2 separate regions of the Mus musculus genome follow, and region 1 is linked to region 2. Evidence: chromatin contacts called from public Hi-C data. All regions are on one chromosome and are shown on one strand. Each heading gives the region's core, a stretch centred on a gene start, on an enhancer-like site or on the middle of the called end of the contact. The rest is flanking DNA. Distances are from core to core; before and after follow the strand shown.

Region 1 (2,700 bases), core at 46-2,545, 120 kb before region 2:
GAAACTTTTTCCGGTTCTCAGCGCGATGCATGATCTGCCCAGTTGTCTCAAGTTCTTTTGCATGATGTGTTGCGTCAGATGATTCTTCATCTTTTTGTGATTTCATTGCTTTTTCTGTTTCCAGAGTTGTGTCACGGAACCACTGGGCTATATAGAATTTACGAGAAAACTGGAAAGACATTAGATAAATTTGAGTTGATACAATTAATAATATTTCTAATTAGTCAGGAATAGTACTGTAGCTTTCTTTAAAATAGCCTCTATCAGAAAGAAGCAGATTTAAAAGACTGATAAAATTCTGAAATATCCTGTATTACAGAATTTTCTTTTTTCACATTTAATTATAAATTTGTTAATGTAAAAAGCTAACTTAATAAAAATGATTGTATTACATATAGATAGACTAGTACTATCAGCTACTTGAGGTAGACATTCACATGACTCAGTAAGATTTGGTAGTAAGACCACTGGGAAAGTTTAGGATAAATGCATAAAGTAGTGAAGATAAAATACCACCAACTGTTTTCAACTCTTATCTGTGTAATAAATACACAAATTAAATACAATAAAACAGGTCAGCACAGAAGCACTTCTGTGTATCTATTCTAAGCCTATAGATTAGAAATCTGTCTTAGGTAGCTAAAACAATACAGAGGTTACTGCAACTCTTTTTATCGGACCAGTTAAAAAATAAATTGAAAACACCCATGCGTTTATGTGCAGTGTTGTTTATGAACTTTACACCAAGCCTACAAAGTGTACAAATTGTATACAGGGCCTATTATATTCTGGAAATGTAACTTAATTTTCAAAGAAGTGTATACACACATATATCTTTGTACATGCTAATGGAACATCTTCAACACTGAGTGACCTATACTCATTTTTAGGATTAGCCTAGATTTAGAGATAATCTGTAAACCAAGTGGTGGTGGTACACGCCTTTAATCCCAGTTTGAGGAGGCAGAGGCAGAGGCAGAGGCAGAGGCAGGCAGAACTCTGAGTTCAAGGCCAGCCTGGTCTACAAAGTGAGTTGCAGGACAGTCACGGTTGTTACACAGAGAAACCCTGTCTCAAAAATCCAAAAGCAAACCAAGACAAAAGTCTATAAAAACATTTCCAAATATCTTCTTTCCTCTTTCTCTACCCCAATTTACTTTTAGAGCACAATTTAAAGGCAACACATATCTCACCACTAGCGAAGGGTCAGTTTCAGTGTTCTCATCCAGATAATCAAGCAATGCTTTTTGCAATTGTTGGATCTCATCTTCTCCTCCAGAAACCTAAACCACAATAACAGCAACCATAAAGTTATCAGGGGCTGGCTTGTTTATTACTGATTCCCCACCCATTTCTGAACCAGTGTTCCAGCATGTCTGGCTTCCAATTTGTGAGCTTCTGCCCTAGTCTTCCAAAAGGTGGAATTACAGATACATAAGCACTAAGCTACTGGCATGCTTTAATAGGTTGTGTAGATGTAAATACATATCTGACGGGGAAAAATGAGAAACACACAAATATAGTTATTTTAAGAATTAGAAAGTATGATTTCTGAAAAACAAACTGCTACTTGAGCTTGGCTTTATGAACTATATTCTATCTTTAAAAAAGTTTATTAAGTGGTTGATGTAAATATTATCCCAAAATGTCCTTTCCTGGACCTGGTACAGAATTTACATTTGACAAAAAAACCAAAACAAAACGCTACTTTTTCCCCTAGAGACAGGACTCACATATCCAAGCACCATTTTGAACTCATTGTATATTTTATACCTTATGAATATACACCAAAATTTTAATCTAGTAAGTGAAAAATATTAACAGCTATACTGATATGCACTATATATTTCAGGTGGCTATATAATTACTATAGAAATAAAAATTAAGGGGAAGGAAGAGAGTGTATTTGTGGGCTCTGGGAATTTAATTGAGCTTGTTTAATGTGGATCCTGGGGATCTGAATCGGGTCCCCACACTTGTGTGGGACTTTAATTGAGCTATCTCCCCAGCACTATTCCAACTGTTCTTTGAAGACTTGATTTCAAATTATACATAAACTTTACTTACTTTCAGCCTCTCATCTGTGGGATCATTTATTTTTTCAAGGAGTCCTAGTCCTTTAACTAATAAATGATAGTAAGGTAGAGAATGACTGCAGAAAATCCCCTGACCTGACCTCTGGCACCCAGCAGATCCAGAGAAGGACCTAAAACTTGACCTTTAGGATAATTTCTTGAGGACTGTTAGTGTTGGTGCTGCTTTTGTAGGCAATCACATTTGAAAATTTTAGCTCTAGAGAAGTGTGTGTGTGTGTGGTGGGGGATGGAGATAATGGGACATGATGCTTGTAAATAATTAAAATTAGTCCAGAAAGAAAAAACATGCATGTGTTATGGGACATTATGAACCCAACCTGGACTAAATTAGACCCCGTCTCTTTTTCCCACACCAAATGCAAACAAACAAGCAACTATTTATATAATTAATTTAAATCCTTTTTTTCAATACCTGTTTTAAAATTCGTTCTATAGACCCTTGATCCATCTTGCTGGTGACAGCATCTTTTCTCAGTCGCGCAGCAACAGTCCCAAGGTAATCAAGAGATGCCACTCTTAAAGCCATTTCTGTTGACTTGTTACTGAACTGATGAACCTGAACAGCAAACATGGGGTACTGCTGACTAAGGACGTCTAAAGACTG
Region 2 (2,890 bases), core at 146-2,645:
TTCTATGTGTGTATATGTATGTGTGTTTTAAACCTCCCAAAGATTCTAAGTGCAACTTAACTTCTATCCTTTGAAAGAAAATAGGTTTCATCCTTATCTCCATGTACGCTCAAAAACACTTAGAATTCTTTGTATTCTTGCACCCGTTTAGGCTAAAAAGTATCCAGAGAGTTTTATGTAGTCATTTAAAATTATCCTTACATAACAGATACAAATACAAAGTGTCGGAGTAAACCTGTCAAGTTCTTTCTACTTGGTCTTTGAATAAAAAGTCCATGTGCAACACACTCTGTCAAACAACATAAAAGCTCCTGGGCGGGGATGTGCAGTGTGCACAACGCTAGGGTTTTCTAGATTAAATATACATGTGGACGGTTTGATCCTTTTACAAAGGAAACCAGTCTTTATTAACTTTCCAAAACGTCCAAACAAGTTTGGCAGAGAATTACCACTGTAGCCGTGTCTGAGTATTTACATTTGTTTCACTAACTGAAACTACTTCCTCCCTTCATGGGGTCACAGGGGGAAGAAGGGGGGTTGTTTGTTTCACTGGGACGTTCCCCACTCCCGGACCGGGAAAGTTGTAAATATGGGGGACGATCGGGGCACATTTGCTGATAGTTGTATTGTTTCCGCCTCCTCACTAGCTACGGCTCCTCTCCCGGGCGAGGCCTGTCACCGACCAGCAGTCGCTCCGCTCAGCCCGGAGCTCTCCTAATCCCCGAGCTCAAGTAGATTCCGCTGGCCCGCGGCCTGCACTCTCCGCCGGGCCTACGCCTCCCCGGCCGCCCGGCAGGGAGCCCGGTTCCCCGTCACCGAAGCCGGCCGGGAGAGGCTACGAACCCCGCCGCCACCGCCGCCGCCGCCGCCACCCAGGGTGGCTGCCGCCGGAGAGGAGCGAGCGAGCGAACTCACTCTCTCGACTCGCCCCGTGGAAGAGACCCGGGGCCGCTGAGGAAACGGCGGGGAGGGGAGCGAGGAGGAGAAACGCTGAGGGACCTGGCGCCGGCGCCACCGCCGCCACCGCCGCCGCCGAAATAAAAGAGCAGGAATTTACCTGGGCGAATCGGCGTCTGAATCCGAAGCGGAGGCCGAGGCCGCGGTGGCAAGAGAGAGAGAGCGAGAGAGCGAGACTATAATCCGGGCCGGGAGGGGGGGTGGCTACGGCTCCTCTTCCGTCTCCTCAGTGCGGGGAACATGTAGAGCCGGGGGGAGAGCAGCCGAGAAGACAAATCGCGGCTTCTTCTTCGTCCTCCTCCTCCTTCTCCCACATAGAAACACTCACACAAACACCCGGCCGGGGGCCCCGAGCTACCGGGGGGGCATCGCCGCGGGCCCGGGAACCAATCCTCCTGGCGGCGGGGGCGTCCCTCCCTGGCGGCTTTGCTGGTGTCGGGTGAGTCGGTACCGACGGAGGGAGGGAGGGACGGGAGGGCGGGCGGGGGGGAAGGAGCCCAGTGTGTGTGTGTGTGTGTGTGTATGTGTGTGTGTGTGTGTGTATGTGTGTGTGTATGTGTGTGTGTGTCTCTCTCTCTCGTTCCGTCTCTCCCTCTCAGAACAAAATGCCGACCGGAAGTGCAGCTGCAGGAATGACTCCCTCCGCCGGCGCCAAACACTAACAACCACCCCCTCTTCCCTACTCCACTTCCGCCGCCGCCACCGCCGCCGCCGCCACTCGGGCTCGCAGCTCTGCCTCAGCGCGCCGGCTCCCGCGGGCTCCGGAGGCGCGGCGGCGGCGGCGACAGCGGCGGAGGCAGCGGGAGCAGCAGCGGCGGTTCTGCTCCGTGCCCTTGTCCTGTGCAACGGACGGCCGTGGATGCTGCCCGTGGGGTCGCTTCTGCAAGACGGCGTCTACGCCGTTGCTCGGGTGACCGGCTTGATTTTTTTTTTTTTTTTTTCCTTTTGGTCCCCCTCGAGGCGACAGCAGCCGGGCGCTGGTCCGCTGTGGTGGCGTGAGGCCGGGATCTCCCTCTTCTCAGGCGCTCCGGGCCTCATAGCCCCCCACCCTCAATCCCGGAGAAGGCGGCCAGCCGAGGCCGCGCTGCTCTCCCTGACTGGCCGGCCCCGGGCCCCGGGGGGAAGCCGAGCTCCCGCTGCCGGCGGGTTGGATGCCGACCTTTCAAACGCTGTTCCCGCAGCCGTGATGGATGGATCGTCCCGGGAGCGGCCGGATCCTATGTCTGTCTGGGTTATTTTCTGCGAAGAACACAGTCCTCGGAGGTGAAGACTCCCAGCCTGGCTGAGTTGGAATCGTGATCGTGGTGGTGGTGGTGCATTAATTTCTGGAAATACGAGAGGGCTGCTGGACTTGCCTCTTTTTTTTTTTTTTTTTTTTTTTTTTTTCCTTTTTGGCGGTGGTTTTGATTGCCTCCCTGGTAGTCGGGATAAGGCCTGTAGGCGACGCTGTGCAAGCAAGGAGCCGGTCGCTCTGGCGCTGCGATCTAGGTGTGGGTGGAGCCCAGGCCATCCTGACGCCGGGCACCGGAGCCCCGGCACCGGCGCACTTCAAAACATCGTTTTCCTCTGTATGTTGAAAACTCAGAGGCTCTGGACAAGGCTGGAGTACAAAATGTGAATACGAATACAGTACCGTACCCGATGGTAGTGTCTTACTGTAAAACCGGAGGGCATTTCATCGCCACACAGTTTTCTGTTTGCTTGCTTGTTTGTTTGTTTGTTTTTGTATAAATTGTAAGGGGGCTAATTCTTCAGGTAAAAAGTGCCAGTAGGTAAGCACATTTTACTCAGGAGGAACCATATTATATTTTTTTAAATAAAATAAGTTGTCAGCGTTAATCGTTTGCTTGTCTATGCACTGATGTATAGGACAGCTCGCCTACAGGTTATTCTTTTGCTTTAGAAGTCACTGGGGGTGAGGTGTTAAAGATTT

Evidence for each region. A called contact is a pair of places that touch in the nucleus more often than the background predicts.
Region 1: a contact with region 2 is called in a Hi-C map of the G1E-ER4 cell line, with 2.0 times the contacts expected there. The contact joins the enhancer-like site here to the promoter of Nipbl in region 2. A contact is called at or near these places in 2 of 39 promoter capture datasets (the HPC-7 cell line and pre-B cells), 2 of 484 Hi-C or Micro-C datasets (the G1E-ER4 cell line and the N1E-115 cell line), 4 of 115 datasets of contacts at active chromatin or transcription factors (the SCID.adh cell line, bone marrow-derived macrophages and embryonic stem cells) and 1 of 9 other capture datasets (adipose tissue).

The regions. Positions count from the first base shown.
Region 1 is chr15:8,324,491-8,327,190 of GRCm38.p6, forward strand. It overlaps Nipbl (NIPBL cohesin loading factor), which reads right to left. Exons shown (of 47, transcript NM_027707.3): 24 at 2,509-2,652; 25 at 1,194-1,283; 26 at 1-169. Among named protein-coding and RNA genes, the nearest start is that of Gm52208, 46 kb to the left of the region's middle. Within about 2 kb of position 1,296, at least 5 of the 459 cell types and tissues checked have an H3K27ac peak or open chromatin away from gene starts, as enhancers often do. A contact at or near this core is called in the G1E-ER4 cell line, where this site is marked.
Region 2 is chr15:8,443,068-8,445,957 of GRCm38.p6, forward strand. It overlaps Nipbl (NIPBL cohesin loading factor), which reads right to left and starts at 1,396. Exons shown (of 47, transcript NM_027707.3): 1 at 1,058-1,396. LOC102634078 reads left to right here. Exons shown (of 3, transcript XM_017316813.1): 2 at 648-897; 3 at 996-2,796. The coding sequence ends at 2,224.